2 separate regions of the Callithrix jacchus genome follow, and region 1 is linked to region 2. The links are chromatin contacts, called in public Hi-C maps. All regions are on one chromosome and are shown on one strand. The core of a region is the stretch at or near the end of the contact, and the rest is flanking DNA. Distances in the headings are between cores, read along the strand shown. Region 1 holds the start of HLX (H2.0 like homeobox). Region 2 overlaps LOC144580311 (a long non-coding RNA gene).

The links. A called contact is a pair of places that touch in the nucleus more often than the background predicts.
Region 1: a Hi-C map of skeletal muscle shows a contact between it and region 2, with 4 times the contacts expected there. The contact joins the promoter of HLX here to the enhancer-like site in region 2. A contact is called at or near these places in 2 of 3 Hi-C or Micro-C datasets (both in skeletal muscle).

Annotation. Positions count from the first base shown.
Region 1 is chr19:7,733,394-7,739,439 of calJac240_pri, forward strand. It overlaps HLX (H2.0 like homeobox), which reads right to left and starts at 2,783. Exons shown (of 4, transcript XM_002760495.7): 1 at 1,828-2,783; 2 at 898-1,077; 3 at 1-99. The coding sequence starts at 2,419. It overlaps LOC144580347 (a long non-coding RNA gene), which reads left to right and starts at 2,130. Exons shown (of 2, transcript XR_013529683.1): 1 at 2,130-2,428; 2 at 3,347-6,046.
Region 2 is chr19:7,159,024-7,164,555 of calJac240_pri, forward strand. All of the region lies in intron 1 of LOC144580311 (a long non-coding RNA gene), which reads left to right. Among named protein-coding and RNA genes, the nearest start is that of DUSP10, 280 kb to the left of the region's middle. Within about 2 kb of position 3,113, at least 4 of the 16 cell types and tissues checked have an H3K27ac peak or open chromatin away from gene starts, as enhancers often do. A contact at or near this core is called in skeletal muscle, where this site is marked.

The sequences.
Region 1 (6,046 bases), core at 1,533-4,032, 570 kb after region 2:
GGCCTTTCCTCTGCAGGTTGGAGAAGACAGCCCGTGACCATGAGCGCTTCCTCTTGTACGTCTGCGGCATGGTGTCCTTAGTGAGCACAGCATAGGGACCTGCCACAGGGTGGGAGCGCGAGGGAAGAAAGACAAGAGGGCCGTTCAGTGACCGGTCCAAGGCCTGGAGGTCCCGTAAGTCTTGAAACCGTTTGGTGTTAACTGTTGATTCCACCCTCATTCAGAAAGCCCTTCATGCACACACCGAATGGCCCCTCTAAAGAGGAATTTTACAGCTCTTAAGGCGACAGTGGGAAGACCTAAAGCGAGCGTGGAGTGGAGAAGCCTGGCGGCTTGTCCGTTAATTCCAAGGGAAAAACATAAACCTCATACGTGGCCATCAGGCCTAGGAAGTGTACACAAAAATGTCCCTCGGGCCTGAATGATGACAGCTCTGAATCATCGCGTGCGTGCGTGCGTGTGTGTGTGTGTGCGTGTGTGTGTGTGCGTGTGTGCGTGTGTGTGCTTATTCCCGCATGTGCCCAGGCACCCAGTCGTAAGCTCACCAAGCACAAGTGTTTGCGGTCATCCCAAAATGTGCGTATGTTAATAAGCAACATCGATGCTGCATTTTTCAAGCCACACTCTGGGGTGAAAAGGCTTCAAGAAAGCCCCCCTACCCCACAAGTCCACGCACACACTTTCTGGGCTCTCAGGTGCCCCTACCCCTTTTCTCGGGGGAACCATCCGAAGCAAGCGCTAGCTCGCTGAGAAATCTTTCGGTTTCTCACTCCCGACTCCTTAACCTCCCGCCCCAACTTCGAGATTGTGACAACGCGGCCGCCCCCGGACGCGTCAGTCCTGAGATTTCTGTCAGTAGGCCCGCCCGTTAGGCAGTACTCTGGAGTTTTTCCGTACCTGGAAACGTGTCTTGGAACTGATGCTGAACTGAATTTCTTGGGTTCGAGCTTAAGGGACTCAGGATGGCAGAAGCCTCATTAATGGGATCTAGAGAAGCGAAGAACTGGCCGGCGGAGGACTGCAGGCCTGGGAGGTGCACCCCTGCGGGCCGCCCGCTGGTTAGCAGGGAGGTGAGATCTGGGGACGAGGGAGGAGAGCAGGTTACTTCTCCGGCACACTCAGACTCTGCGCTGATTTGTTCCTCCCTTTCCCCTTGCCCTGGATTTGCTTTTCTAGAGCGAAGTCACCGAAGAACTCGTCTCCGAGCTGAAACCTCTCTCTCCCAACAGTTGCCAAGGGGCGACGCAGGAAAAGTTCCTGTGTGTCCCTCACGTCCACATGCATGCATATAACAAGCAAAGGCTTCACATAACTAGGCTTACGGCCGCACTTCCACGTGCTTTCCAAGAATTCCACAGACCCAAAACCTTCCCCGAAAGGAGGCCCCACTCTGCCTGCTCATCTAGGCGGTTGTTTTTTATTTACATTTTTACTAGAAATTAGGGTGAAATTTTTACTAGAAATTAGATATGGGAAAGTGTTTCCCAAAAATGCTTTACCTGTCAGAAAATATAATTCTGCATCTAGTTACATTATTAAAGGGATCATAATCATTTTAGCTGATAATTACACCAACCATTTTTATAAATATTCATTCTAAGACGTGTTTTTAAAGCATCCCGGGCGTCATTTTTTGTTTTACATAGAGCAGGTGAGTTTTAGACCTCATGTTCTGTAGTTTTCTTACAATTTGTTTTCTTCTCTCCCATTGTACTCGTTTGTCCTTAATTGCAAAAACACTCAAAGTCACCCTAAGCCAGCCCGGGGTCAGGGGAGTGTGTCAGGGCCGTGGTCAGAGGCCTGCAGTCTCTCCCGCCCAAGACCTACCTCTCAGCGTATTGCCTTCTTTGACTTTGGGGTCAAATTCTGCAGATAAAATGCGGTCAATTCCAAATTTGAGGTCTTTGCTGGAGGGGCCCGGGGCCGAGCCGCTGTGGTGGGGGTTCGGGACCACTCGCGTCCCCGAGGCCGGGGGCTGCAGGGCGCTGGCCCGGGGCGGAGGCGGGGGCTGTTGCTGCTGCGGCTGTTGCTGCTGCGGCTGTTGCTGCGGGTGATGGTGGTGGTAGGCGGCGGAGAGCGGAGACAGCCGCTGGGGGAAGGCAGCCGGGACTTCGGAGGGCGCCACCACTGGCGTGGGTCGAAGCGGGGATCTGGCGGCCGCTTGGAAAGAGGCGTGCGGGTGAACCGAGCCCAAGTGCGCGGTGAGGGCGGCGGCCGAGGCCCCTGCCAGGCCCTCCGGGGCCGCCCCGGGCTCCCCCAGGCCGGCGTGCAGAATGTCTGCGATGCAGAAGGAGGGCTTCTTGGCGGCGGCGGGGTCTAAGGGGAAGGAGCAGCCGCCTGGGCCGGCCGAGGAGCAGTAGGCGGCCGACCAGAGGCTGAAGTTGGAGGCGTAGAAGGGAGCCAGCCCGGCTGCGAACATCCTGGCGGGGTGAGCCGCGCGGCTGCCGCAGTCCGGCGGAACCGGGTGGGTGGGTGGGTGGGCGCGCGGGGAGGGGGCGCGCGAGCCCGGGAGAAGCGGCCGCAGCCGAGGACGATCCGCTTTCGCTTCTCCGCCCGCACTGGAGACGAGAGGCCGGGAGCCCGAGCGCCACCGAGGGAGCAGGCAAGGGCCGGATCTCGGCCGCTCACCGCCTGGCTCCCCGGCCTCGCTCTAAAGGCGGCGCGGCGCCCGCACTCACTGCTCTCGGGCTGAGGCTAGCGCGGGGTGCTGGGGCCGCAGGGCGGGCGGGGAGCCGGGGAGCCGGGAGCCGGACACCGCAAGAAAACCCAAACAGCTAAGCCCTGAGAGCTAAATTTAAAACAACAACAATAATAATCCGTTAGTTGGGGGGTGGGGGGGAGAGAAATAATAGAAAAAAAAAAAACTCGTCTCTAAAAACTCCCAAAGTTTTGGCAGGAGCTTTCGAGTCAGGCCCGGGGTAGGACCTCGATCCGAGCGCTCATTGGCCATCCTCGTGACCAATGGGAGCCGGGAGTGGAGGAGAATTAGGAGCGAGGGGCGTGGCCGGGCCCGAGCCACGCCCCGACCACGCCAAAGTGTTGGCTGTGGCCGCGTGGACTTAACAGGGCACAGCGCAGCGCGTCTTGCTCCTCTGCGCAGGGGCCAGGCAGCCACTCCGGAGGGCTGTCTTCTGACTTCTGCAGCTTCAAACCGCCATGGGGCAAAGAGAGCTGGTCACAGGAGCTTTCCTGAAGTGCTTGTCGCCCGGGGCGAATGCGGGGAGTGGGGAAGGCACTGTTATCTCAGGCTTCAGGGCGATGCAAAGCCCGCCTCCCGGTGGAGAGCGGAGCGCGCTTTTGGCCCCTTCGCTTTCCTCCTCTTGGCCTTATTCTGCTTTTATTACAGGAGTCTGTGTCCTCGGCAAAGCCCTCCATCTTTCCTGGGCCCCTGCCCGAATGCTGCGGCCCTGAGTCCCGGCCCAACTCAGCACCGTGTCCGCCCCGTGCCTCCCAGGAGATCCTCGGCAAAGCGAGGAGGAGGGGCGGCCGCAAATTAGTTTTCTTCTGAGCTGTCACACGGTGACAACTTGAACGAGTGACTTTTCAAACAAAATAAGATGGATGGCTCCAAACGTCTCCCTTAGACCTAGCCGAACCTTTCCCTCAGACACTACAAAACAGGCTGCCCCCCGAAACCCGGGAGAGGGGCACGCGCGTTCCCTCCTTTGCTGCACGTTGTAGAAAATGTTAGCCTCCCTCCTCCGCCACATCTCCGGATCACGTGGGGTTCGTTGTTTTGCAAGTGCCCACAAGAGCAGATTTCCGTGGGGTTCAATACTGCTTTCAATTCTGTGACAGTTTCCCCAGGAACCCCTTGAGCCTGGTAGCAGGAGGAGCTGCAGTGGTGGTCAACGTCTTCCATTCGTGCCTTGGGTCTTAGAACACAGGGCGGTGGTAGTAGGGGTTTGTGCAACATCAACATCTCTATTTTAAGAATTCGTTCTCTTTTAAATTACAGTCAGAGTGGATTTCCCCACCCCTCTCCCAAAGAAACCACAGGCCACCCGGATGAGCTGTTCTTGCACATTTTCAGGAAGAAAATAAAATAATAGCAATAATGAAACCACGAAATCTTTTGTTTTCGATTGCCCTAATAAGCATCTCCTAACAGAGATTCTGTGGCATTTTTATTTCCCTTCAGCACTAAGGCTCCTCACCAAATAAACCCGGAAAGGCAACTGAACTTGCCATGCCTATCTCGAGTTCGGGATTTGGGCTTAGAAAATTAATTTCTGGTGGCTTCTCTAGCCCCTTGATGCAGATGCTATCCTTTTAAGCTTTTGACTTTTTTCTGGAAAATTATCAATCACTTCCGATCTGCCAGCACTGAGATCTTTCCCTCTCTGTCTCTCTCCTCCTCCTCCAGCCCCCAGCTCTCCCGCTCTCCAGCTCTCTGTTACTGAAAGGTTTTCTTCCCCTGCTCCACGCAGCCAGGAAAGAGGTGTTATTTCCAAAGATAGATGGGTATGTTTGGGTGAGGGTAGAGGCACCTGGGGCGAGAGGCATAATAAGACCAGTGCTTTTGGGTCAAGCTGAAGGTAACGGAGCAAGAAGTATAAAGGTACTTGAGGCGCTGGCTGAGGGTTCTGGCGAGCCTTCGGTGGGAGTGTGCGTAGGGGAGGCCATGAGCGCTTTCTTTTCTAGTGCCACTTCCAGCTTGATTGCGATTCTAATTTGACTGCAAACATTTAGACATCGGCCTAAGCCCAAACTCACAGTTGTGAAAGAGGTGCCTTTACTCCTTACCGGAGGCGGCGCCGCGCGCCCTCACCTTCTCTCTAAGAAATAAGGCTCCCCTACCCGCTTTCATCCTTTCCAAGATTTGCGAAACTCTCGGTTGGGCACCGGATGCAGACCCCGGGGGAACGCGGGACCTCGGGGTTCCCTGAGGTGCCCACAACTCGCACCTGCCGAGATTCAAGGCCCGGAGCTTTGGGTAGATGTGGCGAAGGCGAGGCCCTGAGGGCCGCCGACTCTTCGCGTCGCGAGCCTCCCTTTCTCCACCAGGCCAGCTGCTGGATTGCAAGTTGCAACTTCGCCAGCGCACCCCTTGCTCTCCCAGGCCCTCGGCTTCCTCGCAACCGCCTCGGCGCCATCTGAGGCCTTAATTCCAGCTCCCGGAGGCAAACGCGAAAAACAAGTCTTTGGAGCGACCCCCGTCGCCCCCTCTACCCCTTCCCCAGGCCCAAGCCTGGCCCCTTCAGGCCCCTCGCCCAGTTCTGAGCCCGCAGACTCCCGCCCTTCTTACTCCCCACACTTCAGAATAAAGAAAGCAGCAGGAAACCCTGGGCTCGCTGGAGTTCAGGTCATCTCCTGTTTTTGATGGGCTCAAACTCGGACTAAATGAGCGGATGTGCCTGCGAGATTGGTCTCAAAATAGAAGCGGCCTTAGTATTTTAGGATACTGCAGAAATCCTTATTTCTTCCGGAGAAAAACTCTATAATGACTCCTAGCACTTCCCCTTTCAATATTTGTGCAACTTTATCTCCACCGGCAAGTTGCTCGGGTGACGCAAATCCGCCCTTGTGTATTACAACTACCAAAATAAATGCGCGGAAATCAATTCCCTTCTAGCAATGAAAATATAAATATACAGCTGCGACTTTCCCCTTTAATCTTTGCTTTCCGAGCGGCTCCGGGCTGTGGCAAAATGAACTGGCCCAGAGCTATTGAGCCGGGCAGGGAGGTCCTAAGGGCAGAGGCGAGCTCCCCAGGTCCTGGTAGCCATTGGGGTTGAGGCTCTAGGAGGAAAGAAAAAGGCCTGGCTAAACGGAATTAACTTGAGCTTGGTCTACACAGCGGAGACGCTAACGGTGGCCTCATTTTGTGGAAAATGCTGCATTGGCTGGGTTTTCTGATCATTCTGACTACTGTCTTTAATGCTTTCAACTCAGCCCTTCATTTTTCCTAGTCAAACGCAGCCAAAGAGATCTCACCATACTGGGAATAGGTAAGATCAGAGAAAGTTCGTTTTACAATTTAACAATATAGCTTACGGGGATTTAGGATTCAAAAGGGACCTTATGCAATGACTGAGGCAAGAGA
Region 2 (5,532 bases), core at 1,863-4,362:
GCAGAAGGGGAATTATTTATCTAATTTTTCTAAAGGAAATTATTTTTAACTCTAATATGCACACTGCAAACTGATGCTAATTATTAAAACTTTTGCTTTTCTCATATAAAAATTAAAACCTGTTTGTTGTGAAAAGCACCAAGATGAAAATTTCACCCAGGAACACCTACGGTGCTCCGGCAGGTAATCTAAATATACACAAAGTGGGTAGGTCCTTTGAAAACAGTGTAAAGTGAGGTCACAGAACAGAAAAGGTTAAGTGAACAGACATATCTAGAAGGCAAATGCAACCTTAAGCTGGCAGTTTGTAATCTGTCATTTAAAACCATCATAATTTCTTCAGTCGTAGACAATCACTGTTAAAAATCGAATGTAGACAGGGCGTGGTGGCTCACGCCTGTAATCTCAGCACTTTGGGAGGCCAAGGTGGGCAGATCACGAGGTCAAGAGATTGAGACCACCCTGGCTGACATGGTGAAACCCCATCTCTACTAAAAATACAAAAATTAGCTGGCTGTGGTGGCGTGTGCCTGCAGTTCCAGCTACTTGGGAGGCTGAGGCAGGAGAATCACTTGAACCTGGGGGACAGAGGTTGCAGTGAGCTGAGATTGTGCCACTACGTTCCAGCCTGGTGACAGATTGAGACTCTGTCTAAAAAAAGAAAAAAAAGTAATGTGTGTTTTTTCAGATCTGTACTTATATACATAATATTATGTTAATATATGTTTAACTTTGTAACAGAAGTGATATCCTAATGAACATTTTCTTCTAGGTCAGTTTATTTAATATATTGGAAGCATTGTTTCATAAACACATGATTCTAATGGCTGTGCAACTCTTTTTAACACACACTTTTATTCAATGATTTCTTCTTTTGGGAATTATGTTGCTCTCTTCCAAATGTGCCTAGATGTCAAAATAAACATCTGAAAGTCTTTGAGGTAACCTGGTTCCAAAGTGATTAATCCTATAAGTCTTTCTTTAGGTCTGTGTAGACCCTTGAAAGCTTAGTGGTCCCTTAGAGGCAGAAGGCTCCCAGAACCTGATGTGCTGTCTGGTCTGAGATTTATGAAATCAGGGGCTTGCTTTTTCTTAACACACGAAGTGTGTACTGATGGAAGGATGCCATGTCACATTTATGTTTTGTCACCAAACATGTAGTGTTTGATTAAAAAATTGGGAATTGGCTGGGCGCAGTGGCTCCTGCCTGTAATCCTAGCACTTTGAAAGGCCAAGGTGGGTGGATCACCTGACAGGAGTTCAAGACAAGCCTGGCCAACATGGTGAAACTCCGTCTTTACTAAAAATACAAAAATTAGTCAGGCATGGTGGCAGGTGCCGGTAATCCCAGCTACTCGGGAGACTGAGACAGCAGAATAAATAGCTTGAGCCCAGGAGGCAGAGGTTGCAGTGAGCCAAGATCACGCCATTACACTCCAGCCTGGGGAACAAGAGCAAGACTGCCTCAAAAAAAAAAAAAGGGGGGGGAATTGATCAAGCACGGACAACATTAACTTATTTACATTCTACCTGAATGTTTCTTCATATAACGTTGAATTTTATTTAAAGTAGGATAAAAATGTTCTGATAGCAAAGTACTGTCACTTCGAATAAACCTTTTCCTTTCCATTTTCTCAGCAGAACCACCGAAGCAATTGGCAGCTATTTGGTGAGCTTCTCCCCCTGCTCCTAATCCACTCCTCTTTGTTCTGAAAACAGCTCCATGATCCTGTCACTCTTTTGTTCACTGACCATCTTTGGTTCCTCATGGCACAGAATAAAGCTCCATTTTATAGTTAGGCACTCAAGGCATTTCACTTGAGGCTCTAAACTGCTCTTTCCACCTCATTTTCCATGTTCTCCTTCATAAATTGTTTGCTATAGGCAAACTGACTAATAGTAAAAACCATCTTTAACTGACTGCCTGCCATGTATTAAGTGGATTTTGCTAAATATCTACAATAACCCTGAAAAGTGTAATTGTTATTTTTTGTCTGTATATGAAGAATCAGTGTATAAGAGAAAGAGGTAGGATTTGAATCCTGAGTTTTTCCACTATGCCCATTTTTTTCCATTTTTTTATTGTGGTAAAATACCCATAAAATTTACAATTTTTACCATGTTAAGTGTATAGTTTAGTGTTACTAAATGCATTCATAATATGCATCCATCACCCCTATCCATCTCCATAACTTTTTGTCCTGTAAATCCAAAATTCTATACCCATTAAACAATGGCTCCTCTTTCTCTCCTCCCCTACAGCCCCTGAAACCCTCCCTATACTACATTCTGGTTCTATGACTGTGATTTCTCTTAAATAATGTCATGTAAGTGGAATCATGCAGTATTTTCTTTTTGTAGAGTGGCTTATTTCATCAGCATCCTGACCTCAAGCCTTATCCATGTTGCAGGGCTCCACAGGATTTTCTTCTTCTTTAAGGCTATTTCACTCACATACAGATCACGTTTTGTGATTCTTTCATCCACTGATGGACCTTTGGGTTGCTCCCTTGTTTTGGCTATTGTGAATATGCTGCTATGAACATGGGTAGAATAAATATCTCCTTGAAACCCTGCTTTTACATGTAGACCCAGAGGTTCCCACTAAGCCCCTTTGCTTTGGATTTCCAAATCAGAGCCCTCTAATTGGCCCTTACTTTCCTGCCTTTGAGCTTTTCCTTTTGCTGTACAGCCTACCTGTCCTGTCCTGTTTTGGTTCCCTGCCTGTTGAAGTCGGTTTATTCCACAAGGCTCTTCTATTTGTACCTAGCCCGATGCCTTTCACACAGTAAGTGCTCAATAACTAATATATAGTTTGATGTATCTTTACTACATCTCTGCTAAAACATCACAAAGAGATAAAAGGCAGAAATGATGCCTTATCATCCCTCATGGCCTGCACACAGTAGACAGTTTAGGAAAAGTATATTAAACAAATAAAGTCCCCATATCCCCTGGAACAAAAGGTTTGCAGGGCAGTGTTTTTCATGGGCTGTCCAAGACCTCATGTCAGAAATGTATGTTTAGGCAGCAGGAACACACAAGAGTCAGGAGAGCAAGAAAGTACGCTGGAAAATTTTGCTAGCTGGGTCGATTCCAATTTGGCAAAAATAAGCCTTCTGCTTTTTCTCCAGGGTTCTTTCTCCCAGCATCGCTTATTAATGCTAATTAGTCAAGGGTGTGCCATGATGCAGAACACTTGTGACCCATAAGGATTAGGGAGAGAGACTGTCATTTCTCAAAAGACCCATGAGAGGCAGCAAGAGTCAGCCATGGGGAAGGAGAGGAGGGGAAGAGGAACTTCTCTGCAAAGAATCGCACTAAAGTAAGTGCAAGTAAAAATAAATCCACATATAAAACAACTGTACAAATGTTAGCAGTATTTTCACAGCTGGGTTTCTTTGCCTAAAATACTTAGCACTTACTTTACAAAACTCACTTCTAAACAGAAATGGTCTGACGGATCACAGAAGCTGAGCCCTGATACAACTCTGATTTTGAACTTGACTTTTGCCCAGATGGGAATAAAAATAATGACTTCTAAGTAAGAACTTTAATTGCCATGAATTCACACCAGACTGTGGTGGGTGACCTTTATCACTCAGATGAGGAAATTAAGGTAGGGCTTGGTTTAGGAAGCTAGATTCATAACAGCATATTTATATCCAGATTAGGTAGGACTCTGGATTTAAAACACTTTCCCCTGGAAAACACCAACTCTGTCTGTTTCCATGGCACTAAAAACACCCTGCTTGAATAACTGCCCAGTTACTTATCATAGCAGGATTAGTGGTCTTCTCAAAGCATCTGCATTCACATTCCTGGTATTTATTTCCTGTAGATATTGGTTTCAAAGACTGCTGCCACAGGACATGAATAATCACGGTGACTCACTTTTGGGGACTTTCCCCTGGGGAGTGCCACCTACACAGCCACAGAATGGACTATGCACATAGTAATTAAAATATGTTTCATCTCCAAATGACTATGACAGAAGCTATACTGATGAATATGACAACTCAGTAAAAAATAACCTCATGACTAGCAGGGATTTAAACATTGTGCTTATGATGTTATCTTTCATCAATTCATTTAATAAATATTTAGTGAATGATGAGACTTCTACAGTCAGAGTGCTGGTTATCGAAATATGTAAATGGAATTAGACACAGACCATGTTTCAGTAAATGTACAACCCAGCAGGCACTTTTCCTATCAACTAATGAAATTTTTTAATTTAATATTTTTGATCAAAGCAAGGAAGTCTTCACCATTCCCCTCCAAAAAATATATTTGGTAAGAAAACAGTAAACAGAACCAATTACTCCTTCTTGGTTGAGTTAAGAAAACACGCTTTGTGCTTACATTTCCACGGTGACCAGGGATTTCTCACCCCTTGAATTTCTGCAGCATAAATTGATGACGTCTCTTCACTTCCCTGTCTCATTTCCCTGCCCAGGTGGTAAGCCCTTTGCGTGAAAGGCCTCTGCCTGACTCATCTCTGTATCTGCAATGCCTCACACATGCCTCACTTCTCCCTGCCAGGCAAGCAGTATTAGCGAAAACAGGATGTCATCAGTTAAGTAAAGATGAGGTTGACAACAAACTGTGAATAGAAAAGTCGAATAGAAATGCATTGGCCTTAAAAAAATTGTTTTCCAAATTATCCTATAGTAAAGTTGACTTTTCTCTTTGATGTACAGCTCTATGGATTTCTACATAGGTATAGATTTGTGTAACCACCACAAAGAGGATACAGAACAGTGCCATGACCCCTGAGAGCTTCCCCATGCTATCCCTTTACAGTCACCCTCTCCCTCCACCACAATCCCTGGCAATCACTGATCTCTTCTCCACCACCGTAATTCTGTCTCTTGAGACTGGAATCTCTTATTCAGCATGGAGTTATCTAAGTTGTTCTTTTTTATTACTGAATAGTGTTCTATCATATGCAGTATTGCAGTTTATTTATTCTTTCACTCATTAAGGGACATTTAAGCTATTTTCAGTTTCAAACTACTGTTAAAAAAAAAAAAGCTACTCTGAATATTTATCAGTTTTCATGTGAACACACATTTTCATTTCCCTAAGGTAAATACTCAGGATTGGTCTGTGGAGTCATAGAGTAGACGTATGTTTCACTTTACAAAGAAGCTGCCAAGCCATCGCCCAGAGTTGCTGTAGCCATCATGTATGTGAATTCCACTTACTCTGCATCCTTGTCAGCACTCAATATTGTCAGTATTTATTTTGGACATTTTTTTTTTTTTTTTGATAGAACCTCACTCTCTTGCCCAGGCTGGAGTGCAGTGGCGTGATCTTGGCTCACTGCAACCTCCACCTCTCAGGTTTAAGTGATTCTCCTGCCTTAGCCTCCAGAGTAGCTGGGATTACAGGCATGTACCACTAAGCCCAGCTATTTTTTTTTTTTTTTTTTTTTTCAGTAAAGATGGGGTTTCACTTTGTTGGCTAGGCTGGTCTTGAACTCCTGACATCAGGTGATCTGCCTGCCTCGGCCTCCCAAAGTGCTAG